Regions from separate parts of the Sus scrofa genome. Here region 2 is linked to region 1. The links are chromatin contacts, called in public promoter capture Hi-C maps. All regions are on one chromosome and are shown on one strand. Each heading gives the region's core, a stretch centred on a gene start, on an enhancer-like site or on the middle of the called end of the contact. The rest is flanking DNA. Distances are from core to core; before and after follow the strand shown. Region 1 holds the start of INPPL1 (inositol polyphosphate phosphatase like 1). Region 2 holds the start of ATG16L2 (autophagy-related protein 16-2).

The links. Promoter capture Hi-C pulls out the DNA fragments that hold promoters and counts their contacts.
Region 2: a contact with region 1 is called in a promoter capture Hi-C map of liver, with 3 times the contacts expected there. The contact joins the promoter of ATG16L2 here to the promoter of INPPL1 in region 1. A contact is called at or near these places in 1 of 5 promoter capture datasets (liver) and 1 of 47 Hi-C or Micro-C datasets (liver).

Annotation. Positions count from the first base shown.
Region 1 is chr9:6,790,248-6,796,963 of Sscrofa11.1, forward strand. It overlaps INPPL1 (inositol polyphosphate phosphatase like 1), which reads left to right and starts at 3,724. Exons shown (of 32, transcript NM_001190279.1): 1 at 3,724-3,755; 2 at 3,758-3,919; 3 at 6,668-6,716. The coding sequence starts at 3,724. FOLR2 (folate receptor 2 (fetal)) reads left to right here. Exons shown (of 5, transcript NM_213853.1): 5 at 1-206.
Region 2 is chr9:7,345,676-7,352,179 of Sscrofa11.1, forward strand. ATG16L2 (autophagy-related protein 16-2) reads left to right here and starts at 1,298. Exons shown (of 17, transcript XM_013977351.2): 1 at 1,298-1,479; 2 at 3,202-3,301; 3 at 3,825-3,930. The coding sequence starts at 1,362. It also overlaps a transcript of STARD10 not described here.

The DNA of each region.
Region 1 (6,716 bases), core at 2,474-4,973:
TAACAGGCAGATCAACAGCACTGTGTCTGATGGGCTGTTTTGGTTGTGAGCTGGTGTGTGGCAGAGGACAGAGCCCATAGCTTTTGGATTCCTTCAGCTTAGAGAAATGAGACCTGGGTTTGAATCCCAGCTCTGCCACTCACTATGTCAAGTGAAGCAGTTGCGCGACGGCTCTAAACCACAGGCTCCTCCTCAATAAAATGAAGATAGCAACCCTTCCTTCTCTCGTGCTTGTGACATGTTGCCCAGAGAGCCTGTGCGTTCAGCACCTGCACATGAATAGCTTTCAGAGATCCTGCTGCCCTTTTCGCCCCCAAGAGGAGAGCCAGGTCCAGGACTTCACGCTTATGTTGGGTCCTATCAACGAGCCCTCCTTCCCCCAGGCTTCATCTGCCTGGCTCTGTGCTCAGCTCTGCTGCCTCGGCAAAGCTGGGAATGGGAGTCCAGGTCAGGCAGAAGGGAGATGGGCCCCTGGGCTGAGAACAGCTGGGGCTTGTTAGGCCGAGGCAGTTGGGCCTTGTTTCTCTTCGACGTGTCAAGGGACAAGTTCACGGCAGGAGCCGAGCTCTACGGGAGCAGAAAGATAAGGACCACTTTAGTCCCGCCTGGGGGAGAGCTCAAAGAGAGCTCCCCAATCACACATGTGCAGGAAGACGTCTAGGGGTCAAAAAGGGAGGGGGTGCCGGACCATAAGAAGTCTTGTTTCTGTCCCAAAACCCCTTGCTCTGGAATCCATCTTTGCCAAAAGATGCGCAGGCATATGGGGGCGGGTCCTGTGTCCAGAAAGGTGTGAGAAGTACCCCAAGGCCATTGGCCAAAGGAAAACAAGGATCCAGAGGAATCGTCCCATATAAGTGATGTAAATCCCCTCTGGTGCGCGCCTCACTGGGGGAGCCCACAGCTGTGCTCCTCCTTGGGGTGTGCGTTACCCCTTCCCTTCCTGCTGAGATAAACCACTTCTCTGTGCGCGCTCCCACACCTACTGTGACTCTACAGTAATCTTCCTACCTGTTTTCACAGTCTCTGCCTCTTTGAAACATTCTTGCTTCCAACAGGGGCACGAATCAGGGCAATTCTGCTTCTAGCCTCTAGTTGGTCTAGCGGCTAGGATTCCTGGTTTTCAACCAGGCTGCCCAGGTTCAATTCCTGAGCAGAAAATTAAGATCTCGCTCCAAAGCATCACTCACTGATGCCTCTCTGAGATCGCAGGGAAGGCTTAGGATTCCCAGGGGAAGGTGAAAATAAATTAATACATGATGTGGCTGGAAGGAGCAGCTTGGGGGCTTGCAGGAAGAGAGCCAATTGGGGAGGGCAGTCTATGAGGTTCTCGGGGAGGCAACACTCGAGAGCCTTGCACTGGTCCTGCCCTGCTGTGTCCTGGAGGCAGCTGGACGAGGGGTAGAAACTCTTAGGGGCTTCCCAGGGGCACGAGGTTCTCGGGTACCTTGGTTCCCTCTAGGGTTGGTAGCTATGCAACTCTCGGAGGACTGTTCTGTCCTTGCACAGCCCCCACGGCTGGGCCTGAGTTTATTTCTGGGCTCCCATTTCCCCTTTGCCCCTGGGGAGATCACTGTCTTCACATCCCAACCGCAGAAGCGAGGGGCAGGTACCTGTGTGAGAACGCCGGGCAGGTGGTGATGAAGCTAGGATGAGAACTGAGTGAAGGCTTGCAGACCCGGTCTCTCTCGCCGCATCAGGGAGCTACTCTTACACCAAGAGGCGACCGACGGGGGAGTCGGGCACAGCCTGGAGGACGAATGCTGGGTGCCGGGAGGGCTTTGAGACACTGTTTCATTCTGTCAATACATCTATCTAGTCTGGAAGGCCCCACCGACACGCCCGCTCCACAGCCCTGGCTTCGCTTCAGCTGCGTGAAGCCAATGCATATTTGACACAGGTTCAACTCGGCAGTGAAAGTTCTCTCCCGGGTTAAAGGGGATCCTCCGACCGCGGCCTAGGCGTTGGCAGCGGTGGCAGCGAGGCTGGCGGCCTGCGCCTTTAAGGAGCCAGGGGGCGGGGAGGCGGGGCAGGAAGCGGACTCCCAGGAGACGCCGCCACCGGCTAGGTCTTTTTTGGGGAAGGGGCGGGCCAGGCCCCGCTAAGAGCCCCGCCCCCTTTCCGGGCGGCCCGGGGTGGGAGGGGAAGTGGCCCCGGGGTGTCGGAGCGAAACCGGTCCTGGGCGCTCCCGGCTCCGCGTCCCGCCCACAAAGGCTCAAGTTTGTTGACTTGGAGCGAGTAGCTGGGGCGGGGGCGAGTGCTAATAATACCCGTCGGTTCTGCTGCAGCGCTTTACAGTTTACACAGCTGTCACCTTCGTTGCTCCTTAATTAATAATAAAAATAGCCGCCGTTTGAGAGCGCCCGCTGGATGCCAGGCCGCGTGCCGAGAGCTTTACAAGCACAGTCCCAAGGAGTCTGCCCTCATAACGTTACCCCCATTTTACGGAGCGGGAAGGCGACGCTCCCGGAGGCGCCGAGACTTAGCCGAGGTCAATGGGCCGATCCGCGGCTCTGGGATCTAGGCGCGGGGCCCAGCAAGGCGGGGCGCGGGTGCTGCCCCCAGCTCCGCGGAGAGCGGCGGGGGCGGAGCGGCGGGCGGGGCGGAAGGCGAGGGGGGTGCGGCGGCGGAGGATGGCCATCTTAAGTGGCCGCGGAGAGTCCAGGGCCGCTTCCCTGGGGAAGGGGGCAGCGGTACAGCGCAGGAGGTGGGGGTCCGGGCTGGGCGGCCGCGGCTCTGGGGAGAGGTCGGGAGCCCGGGGCGTTGAGGGAACTTTCTTCTAGATGGGCCAGGGGAAGCCTGGTCTCGGAGTGCTGAACCCCTCAAGGCCGGGGCCTGCGGGGATGGGGGATGGTGCCAGGGAACTTGGCCGAGAGGGGGAAGGGCCCTGGCCGGACTGAGAGGGGCTGCCGGGAGGGTGCATGGGGATTCGGACACTGGACCCCGTCTGGGGGTTCGTGGGGGATCCCCTCGCGGGATTTGGACCCAGTGTGGTTTGGAGGTTCAGGTCTAAGAAGGGGGCCGGATTTCCCCGGAGTTGGGGGTGATGGGGAGAGGAACGGGAGGAGGTTCATCATGAGATACTTTGCGGATTTTGGTAACTCGACCCTACGAGTCTGGGGGGGAGGGGACGAATGGAAAGGCTTTGGGTGAAATCAGACGTTTATGAGAGTTGGGGGTCGTATCTTTGCGACTATTGAAGGGAGGAGGATGGGGTCGGGATCCCGAAGTGTCAGGGCGCAGGATGGGGGACTGGGGCTTCGATGGGGTGGGGGCGGTGTGAGGGGCCGGATCTCCTCCGGGTGATGACGGCGGGGCAGGATCGTTGTGGGGTGCGGGAGGCTGGCTTGCCCTGGGGCTTAGGGGGTCCCGCGGGCGTGCGGAGGGCGACTCCTCGGGGGGTGGGGGCAGGGGCGGGCCGAGCGGCGGGGGCGGGGGCGGGCCGCCGGGCCCCGCGCTGCACGCCTGCCCCTCCCCCGCCGCCTCTGAACAAACTTTTCTTTCTCTTCAAGTTGAGGCCGGCGCTGCTGGCGGCGGCGGCGGCGGCGGCTGCGCGGCAAACCCGGCGTCCAGCGCGGCGGAGCGCGGAGCCGCGATCCCCGGCTCGATCCCGCCAGCGGATCCTCAGGCCCGGGCCCCGGGCCCGGCCCCAGCCTCGGCCCCGAGCGTCCTGGGGCGAATGGCGCGGGGCGGCGGGCGCGGGCGGCGCTGAGCCCTGCGCGGGCCATGGCCTCCGCGTGCGGGGCGCCGGGCCCGGGGGAGCGGGCCCGGGGGCCGCGCTGGGCAGCCCGGCCCCCGCCTGGTACCACCGCGACCTGAGCCGGGCCGCCGCCGAGGAGCTGCTGGCCCGGGCAGGCCGCGATGGCAGCTTCCTGGTCCGAGACAGCGAGAGCGTGGCAGGAGCCTTCGCGCTCTGCGTCCTGTGAGTGGGGCCGCCGGCGGGCGGGCGGGCGCGGGCACGGCCTGGGCTTCGTGGGGTGGTGTGGGGCGGGCCCGGGACCGTGGGCCGCCAGCACCCTCCAGAGCGGGGGCCTGGCCTTCTGCTGGGCCCGAGGAAGGATGCAGGGATCGCTTCCTTCCTGCTGTGTGTCTGAGCGCACTTGCTGGGGCACGGAGGGCCGGCATGGGGGGTCCCGCTGCTCAGGGTGGCCGTTCTGGGGCAAATGCAGGGAGTCTCTGGACGACCCCCTCAGCCGCCCTCCAGGCACTGGTGCCGATGTGCTTTCCACGGTTCTGTGCACTTTACTTTGTATAGGGGTTGGACGTCTGAGTGGCAGTCAGGGCCCCATGAACCCCGGGGGTGTGGAGTTGCCCAGCAGCTTCCTTAGGGGGCCTTTCTGTGCCCGCAGGACTGAGGCTGGGCTTGCTTGGCTGTCTCATCTGGGGCTGGGGGGCAGGGTGGTGTTGACAAGAAGGGGGGGAGCTGTGTCTGCGGAGTCACTGTTTTATGAATCAGTGAGTGAGTGTGCCCGGGGCTGGCTCTGGGATCCGCTGCCCTGTCCCTGAGCTATGGGTGCCCAGCGAGGGGCTAGGCTTGGCCCGCTCTCTGAGTGGGCCTGGTTTTGTGTTTGTGCGGCAGCGGTGCTGGGTGAGTTTGTGCATTTTCAGTTTTGGACTGTTCTGCCTGAGCTGCCCTCTTGGGCCTCGAGATGTGGCACTGGGAGGGCTCGGGTAGGCTCCGGAGTGGAAGCAGGTGAGTGGGAAGCTGTGGGGCTGCTTTGTTTAGATCCAGTTATGGTTCTTCTTAGGCCGGTGAGCCTTCCCAAGTCCCCACTCCTGTGGCCTTTCCCCCTCTGTTCTCACATCTTTGGGGGTGCCCTGGCCTGGGCCAGCGGTTCTCACTTGGGGTTGAGTTTCCTCCTCAGAGGATATCTGGTCACGTCTGGAGACACTTTGGGTTGTCACACCTGGGACTGTGCTGCTGGCTTCTCTTGGGTAGAAGCCAGGAGCGCTGCTAAACCTCCGATCACACACAGGACAGCCCCTCACGACAAAGGATCACGTGCTCCAAAGTGTCAGTGGGGCTGAGGTTGAGAAACCCTGGCCTGGGCGGTGGACCTGAAGAAGAAGGAGTCCCCTGAGTCTCAGCTTATGTCCCATGTCTGAGGCCCAACAGGGAAGACCGAACAGGGACAGCTTATTAGGCAGATGAATATCCAGAGTCCTGCATCCCAGCCGCCCCGTGGCACACCCCCTAATTGGGGGGGGGAGGCAGGTGCTGGGTCAGCTGTTGAGTGGGAGGGGACAGCTGGGCCTGTGTCGGGATGAGCAGCATTATTGTCCCAGGAGGGGAAGATCTTGGCTCCGCTGCCCGGAGAGGGGATGGGTGGGGTGGGGTCTGTCCTTTTGGGCTTTGGCTTTCCTTGCTGAGTCCGGTTACGCCTCGCATCGCAGGAGCCTGGGGTGGGTGATCAGAACCAAACTTGCTTACCTGTATGTAACACCCACATGTACAGAGAACCTTCAGGAACAGCCCTGTCCCAGCAGGCACCGACAGGCCAAGCAGCAGGCCAGGATTCAGGCCCCGGCCTCTGTCCCGACCTTGAATCCCAGCTCTGCCTTTAACTTGCTCTGTGATCTTAAGCAAATATCTTTTCATCTCTGAGCCTCAGTTTTTTCTTCTGGAGAATGGGAATAATAATAACCTCTGCCTTAACACGTAAGGATTAAATGAGATCCCATCTGTAGGATGCTGAGTACTTGGCTTGTCACAGAGACAGCTCAGTTAATGGGCTGCTGTTACTGTTGGAAACACAGACCCACAGTCCACAAACCAACACACATAGTCACACACAGACGCCCACACAGCTTGTGCCCATTTGGCGTCAGGAGAGCCTCTGAGCGGGGCTTACCTGAGGGGAGAGGACTCTGGGCATCTCAGAGTGGCATCTGGGCCCTCTGGTGCCAGTACTGCCCCCTGCCAGCACACACGGGCCCAGGGCACCGTGGAGCACGCCTGCCCTGAGGTGCGGCTGCACAAGGATCCTCCACCCGCACAGGGTGCAGCCGGTACCACCCAGGCCGGGCTCAGCTGTCACCTGCTCAGCTGTTGGTGCCATCTGTCAGCACCTCTCTTGCCCCTCCTTAGCTTGGGGCTCCTAGAGGCCCAGGAATCCTGCAGAGGGTCGCCCCTGCTTCCTGGTATCTGGGGAAGCGGGGAGAAGGCCTCGGTGATGGCCACACACCCGGCAGCAAAACTGCCCAACAGGCCAGCTGCAGCCAAGCCAGACACCAACATACACACAGGCGGCAGGCGCACACGTGGGCTGGCACGTCACACCTGCACACGGACGGGCTACCCAGGCGTCTGAGGACTCTTACTCTGGCGGGGGGCCCAGACTGGTACAGCAGCCCAGAGGGGCTGTTTAGACAGCTGTAGAAGCCACAAAAGAGCTGCCTGTTGCCTCCCGGGCCCTGCGGTGTGTGGGGAGCCTATGTAGGTCTGGGTTGCGGAGGGCGGGGGGGTTCTGGACAGTTCTGCTTTGCTTGGCACCAGCAGGAGAGGGTAGACCGGCCCCATCATTAACCCTGTGCAGCCTGGGCAAACGGTTTTAGGGAAACCATGCTGCAGGGGCTGGGAGCTGAGCCTGTTGGTAGGAAGGGGGGGTGCCTTGGCACTCAGACCCCAGCCTGGGGGGTGACAGATTCTGCTCCCCTGCTTTGCCATCAGGTATCAGAAGCACGTGCACACGTATCGGATTCTACCTGATGGAGAAGAC
Region 2 (6,504 bases), core at 48-2,547, 550 kb after region 1:
CCCTGAATAGACAGGCCAGGCTGGGGCTGGGGCTAAGATCGCAGGTTTAACTCTGTACAGGTGCAGCAAAGTTTTCCTGGAGGAAGTGACCCATGAGTAGAAGCCAGGCCCACTAGAGGGAAAGGTGTTCCAAACAGCAGGCGTAGGGCGACCAAAGGAAATGAGGGTCAAAGACAATGGCACAGGGGGACAAAGCCCAATTCACTGTGGTTTCAAAGCAGAGCAGAGTACCCTCTCCTGTGGTGTCACTGGCATTGATAGCTTTTCAAGACCTGTAGCCCGCCCTCTCCACATTTCAACAGACCTGTCACCTCCATGGCCTGCATGGCCTCAGTGAGTCCCTCCTTTCATTCGTCACACCAGCCTGTCTGCAGAGCTCTGGACAGTTCCCTGCAAACTCATGATTCACTGTCAAGTGCACCTGCAAGAGATGCTGCTGCTGCTCCAGGGGCTGCCCAACAGGGTACAGAACGATCAGCAGAACTCGGTCAGGATACTGCGTTGGTGGCCAGCTCAGCCATCCTCTCCCGTGCAGTCTCAAGCAAGCCTCTTCCCCACTCTGAGCCAGGGGCTTCTTAGATGAAATCAGCTGCATGCCTTTACTCTCAGGGGCCTGAAGTTTCTGCATGAACTGGACCCTTAAGCCTTGCTCCACACAAGGACGGTTCTTTCTCCCGTCCTTCCAGGCCCGAATCTGCTGGAACGTTTTATGCCCTTGAACCTCTGCACTTGTTCTCTCCACTGCCTGGATTTTGCTTCTTTCTCCTCCTGGCCAATTCCTACTGCATCCCTCACCACCTGACTCGAGGCCATCACCTCCGAGAAGCAGGGCCTCCTTTCTTCAGTCCTTCTTTTTCCGTGGTTTCTCATCTCGCTGTCACATATTGCCTGCCTTGTGTCGGTGTCGCCTCCCCTCACAGGTCTCGAGGGCAGAGTCCGGGAGTGGGGGGAGGGGGCTGCACCCAGTTTCAAGCGCCGCCTGGTCCAGAGCGTCTGTTACCTTAGCGTTCGGTGTGGGCGCCTTGGGGTTAAAACACGGAGGCCTCGGAGGCGGCGCCTGCGGAGCGTGCCAACAGGAGAGGGGGAGCCGCCCGGAGGCTCCGACCTCGTCCCCTCTCACCGCCCCCGAAAGCTTACAGGAGTCCCCACTCAGGTGCGACTTTGGTGGGGTCCGAGGGTCTAGACCCTGGGGGCGGCTTCTCCCACGTTTTCCTTCCGTTCTCCCCCCAAAACGCTTTTGGTACAACCCGGGGATTCCCCGCCAGCCGCGTGACGTCACGGAGTCCCCGCCGGGCCCCGCCCCGCCCGGCCGCGCCCACCTCTGCGAGAGCAGCGCGCGGGGCGGGCGGCAGCGGGCGGCCATGGCGGGGCCCAGCGACCCCGGCGCCCCTGTCGCCTGCTGGAAACGCCACATCGTGCGGCAGCTTCGACTCCGGGACCGCACGCAGAAGGCCCTCTTCCTGGAGCTGGTGCCAGCCTGTGAGTGCTGGTGCCCGGGGGGCCCTATGACCGTCGGGGGCGCGGGGAGAGGGTTTGGCTGCTTCGGCTTTGACCCTGGCGTATCATCTTTTCGTCTCCGAAGCTTGAGCCTTCTAGAGCCCCTGTTACGCCCCATCTCCGACTAGCCGGTGTTCTTGCCCGTTACGAACCCGGGTCTGCTTAGAGCCCTTTGCCGGATGGAGCTCTGGCTCTTCCTTGCGCCTGGGGGCCCGGCTCTGCCTCTCAACAACTGGGCTTCCTAGGAACGGGTTCGTCAGCGAGTGTTGGTTTGTTAGGGTCGCTTAGACGTCCCCTTCCTGGGCAGTCTCCAGGGTAGAGCCTGATCAGTCCATCTGGTCCCCATAAGCACAGCGAAAGATCACAGGACTGTCCAGAGCAGTTACTTCTAAACTCTAGAGAGGAAGTTCAGAGTCCGAAGCTTTGCCACTGAGAGGCTCAGGTTTTTGGAGCATCTCTCTGTCCAGCCACCTCTGGCCTGAGGGAGAAGCAGGGGGCCCCAGGCTTTGGAGGGCCGTGGCTGAGCCTGGGGAAGTCAGACTCTCAGACCTGTTTCTGGGAAGCTGGTCAGGAAAGGGTATGCAGTTCAAGTCGGGATGAAGAGCTGTACATCTGGGTGCAGTGCCTCTGGTCGGCTGAGATTCTGTGTCAGGGGTTGAAAGTCTAACCACAGTCCCTTCCGCTCCATCACTGGTCCTAACCTTGGCTGCTACTTAACTGTCTCCTCCAACCCCCACAACTGAATCTGCTGCTTCGTCCTGGGCGATTTCTTTGCAACCTTCTGGCCATCAGTCCTCCGCCTTCAGGGATGAGGCCAGCCCCATGCCTCTAGGCAGCCTCACTTCTCCGTGGCTCTGAGGGACAGTGGAACCTTCCAGTTACCCTCACCCCCTGGGGTGGCAGATGTGTGGGATTGGAGAGATGCTGGAGGGCTGAACACAGACTCCCAGTTGGTTCTGTCTTCTCTGGTTTGGGGCAGGTCATAGCCCTAAGCCTCAGGTTTCTCACCAGTAAACTGGACGGACTAGCATCTCGTTTGGATTTGCTGGGCAGGAGTGGGGGTTGTGGTGGGGTTTTGTGTGAGAACAAGTCCAGTGAGAGCGAGGAGCTGCGGAGCTAGGCCTGGGCTTATCCACCGCCCTAACCTGGAACCGGCTGAGAAAGAGGAAGTGCCCACGAGTGGGGGTGGAGGGTTGTGTTCCAGGCTTCGTAGCAGAAACTACCAAACTTGAGAACTTGCTGTTTTGGCCTGTGGGGAACGTTACACCAGCCCTGGGGAAATCAGGATTTTTTTTTTGATCTGGAAAGTCTGAGCCTCCGGAGGGGAAGTAACTTGCCGAAGGCCACAGGCTGGTGGAGCTCAGTTTGTCTCATTGCTCTCTGGGCCCAGGCCCGGCCCTGGGGGAGGCAGGATCCATCCCCAGCTCCTTCGCTCACTCAGGCCCTGCTCTGCCATCTCCCTCCCCAGCCGTGGTGGTCCTTCTCTGCTTCTCTGTCCTGGGGGAAGCAGGTCTTCTCCTGGGAGGGCCTGGGGGCTGTGCTCTTAGGAGGGAGTGCAAGGGCTGGAGATTCTGGCAGAGCTACACCAACTCCCCTCGGGATCCCTGGGCTCCTGCAGCCCTCGCAGCCAGAGGCAGCTTGCACACCTGGAGTCTGCTGGAAAGGGTCTATCTGTGCTCCAGGCTCGCCCCCTTGCACCCCTAGATAACCGTCTCCTAGAGAAGGCTGAGCTGCTGGCCCGGTTCTCAGAGACACTGCTGCCAGAGCCAAACAGTGTCACGCCAGCTACCCACCAGGGCCCCTGGTAAGTGTGTGTGTGTGACAGGGGGTGGTGGTCACAATGGGCTTCCTGTGCCTGGCCCTGCTGCCACTGCCTTGGCTGGGCTCATTCTCTCCCTGGTACCTCCATGGCCCCTGACCGATGCCCAGGGGAGGGGCAGTCGTTCCCCAGGGCAGCTCCTTGTCCTCCACTTCTCAGCCGTCTCTCTGCGTCTGTCCAGTGGCCTCCCCTCCCACTCCTGTGCGCCTCACCTGCCGCCTACAGAGAGGCAGGACGCTGTCTGCTCCGCAGGTGGACGGAGGATGAGGACCGGGATGGGCTGGGCGTCCTTCTTGAGGAGAGTTCTGGCCCGGGAACTCAAGGCCTGCGGAGACCGCAGAGCATGGGAGTCGCGGGCAGCTCGTTTCTGGAGACTTGCTCTTTCCTCTGCTGACTGTCTGGCTCCCACCTTCCTCGGGAGAAAGGTCACGGCTTTGCTTTCAAACTCCTGCGCATCCTCTGGGCGGGTGGAGGGTGGAATGAACGGCACTCTGTGATTGGTTGGCAGGGAGGAGGAGGAGGCGGGGCCTGACTCAGACCAAGTCCCATCACCAGCAGCTCTGAGGGTGAAGTGGCAAGAGGAGGAGGAGGGGCTCCGGCTGGAGTGCGGAGAGGTAGGCTGGGCAGGGCTCTGAGAGGATGGGCTGGGGCAGGACGTTGGGGCTGGGAGATGTGGTCCAAGGGAGCCAGCAAGTGAGGGGCATCCCCTTGGGGGTTAGAGCGCCCCCTGGCCTGGCCCTGGCAGCTCAGGATGACGTGCCCCTGGAGGCAGTGAGGTGAGAGCCCGGGGAGGAGTGCGAGGTGTGCAGGGACCAGGCAGCCTCGGTCCCCCTCTGGACGGTCCAGCCTGCTCTGCTCACCACCTGCCCCGCAGCCTCCGGGCCCAGCACCAGTTGATGCTCCTCCGCAGTCGCAGACCAGCGTCAGATGGCCCGCCTCCGCGGTGGGGGGCTGCCGCTGCCCACACCGCTGGATGTGGTGTCTCTTGGCTTCTGTTTCAGCACATCCCTTGGTTTTCCTTTCGCTTCTGTAGCTGTTGCTTCCGCTCTGCCTTCTCTGGTTCCTTTCCCTCCTCTTTATCCCTCTCCCTTCAGATGTGGGTGTTCTTTGGGGTGAGGGACCCCCGGGGCCTCGGAGACCTTGGGTTTTCTAACTCCCAGACCCATCGCCGGCTCAGCCTTCTCTTAGGAGCTCCGGACGCTCAGTTCCTCTTTGGACCTCACATCTAAAATCCTCTCCCCGGAATCATGTGGCCAGCACCACACTGAGCTGACGCCCTGAGGACACTGGGCTGAGTAGTACTTCCATAACTTTAGGTTCCGGAAGAAACTGAGGCTCAGAGAGGTGGAGGCCGGATTTGAACTCCCTCCTGCATGAATCCACCTTCCATGATCTCCATTCTTTCAACAAATATTTACTGGCAGTCAGTCGCTACGGTCAAGGCACAGGCATTACAGCTGTAGAGAAACCCCGGCCCCATGAGCTTCGGGTCCCTGGAGGCCAGTGGGCCAGCAGACACCTGCCTGGTTGCTACACACGCCAGGTCACCTGCTCACCCAGTGCGGGGATGGGGCTGTGAAGCCGGTGAGCTCCTCTTCCACAGCCCCTGTTGTGGTTGCAGCTTGACATGTGAGGTGGTTCTCAAGCATCTGAGCCCCGCTCTGGGCTGTGAGCGCCCCAGGCCGGGGGTGCCTCTGGCTCACCTCCACTGTGTCCCTGGGGCCCGTCCCCACAGCTCAGCCTACTGACTTTGTAGACTAGCTGATAAATAAGGTGGATTGTTCCTCCCGGCCTTGGGAATCACCCGGCTGGAAACTCATAGGCCCTTTGACTCCTCCCAGCCCTCCATCCCGAGCTAGGCACCAGCTCATGGATCCTGTCTCCGAACCCATCCACTTTTGCTTCTCGTGCCCTGTCTGGCCTGGTCCAGGTTACGCTCATCCGTCCCTGCGTGATTCCCCATCTGGCACCCCATCCATTCTCCATTCAGCACCCGGAGTGATAGATTTTAGTAATAAAAATGATCTTCATTTAGAAAGACAAGCACCACACACATATATGCTTGTTGTGAACATTCCAGGAGAACAGAAGCCCATAGAACGAAAAAGTAAAAGCCCCTGTCACCACCCGCTCCATTATCAGCCTGGTCCATATTGTCCAGAGCGTCTCAGCCTGACTCCAGGGGAGTCCTCTAGCCTCTTTTGCATGTCCTGCCACTCTCTTGTCCCTGAGCTCCTGGTTCCCCGGGTCTGTGACACTCCTGCACACCCCTGGGTACTTCCCGAACCCCTCACCCCCAGCACTCCCTCCCCCCTCATGACTTCTGCAGACACACACCTGTCACTTCCTTCTGGCTATGCCAAGGCATGGGAGGGCTTTCTCTTTGACTCTTAGTACTATTTCATATATCACAACAAGCATGTTTTATTACTGTTTTAACTTTTTTTGGGGGGGGATGTGCCTGAGGCATGTGGAAGTTCCTGGGCCAGAGATCCAACCCAAGCCACAGCAGCAACCCAAGCTGCTGCAGTGACAATGCTGGATCCTTAGCCTGCTGTGCCACAAGGGAACTCCTTAACTCTGTTTTTTTTTTTTTTTTTTTTTGTCTTTTTGCCTTTTCTAGGGCTGCTCCTGTGGCATATGGAGGTTCCCAGGCTAGGGGTCCAATCGGAGCTGCAGCCGCCAGCCTACACCACGCGGGATCCAAGCCACGTCTGCAACCTACACCACAGCTCATGGCAACGCCAGATTCTTAACCCACTGAGCGAGGCCAGGGATCGAACCCACAACCTCATGGTTCCTAGTTGGATTCGTTTCCACTGTGCCACTATGGGAACTCCTATTATTTGAATTTTAAAAAGCATCGCAAAAATTAAATACCAAAACATCAGTGAAAGTCTCTGGCAGATGAGGAAGTGGAGGTGGTGTTCAGTGTTTAATGGTGGGAGGAATTATGAATGTGATGAGCTGGGCCAGCTAGGAAAGGAGGCTGCCCAGAACGCATAGGTTCCCGCCCCAGGCCCACCCACGTGGCATCGGTGCAGGTGGACTCCACACTTGCTCCTCCCCCTGACCCTCCCAGGCCCACGTGAGGAAGAACACAGGGACAGGACAGCAGCCAAGCCCCCAGTCTTGGTTACTTCCTGTTCCTCTTGCTACACTTGTGGGAACTGCTTTGCTTAGCATCT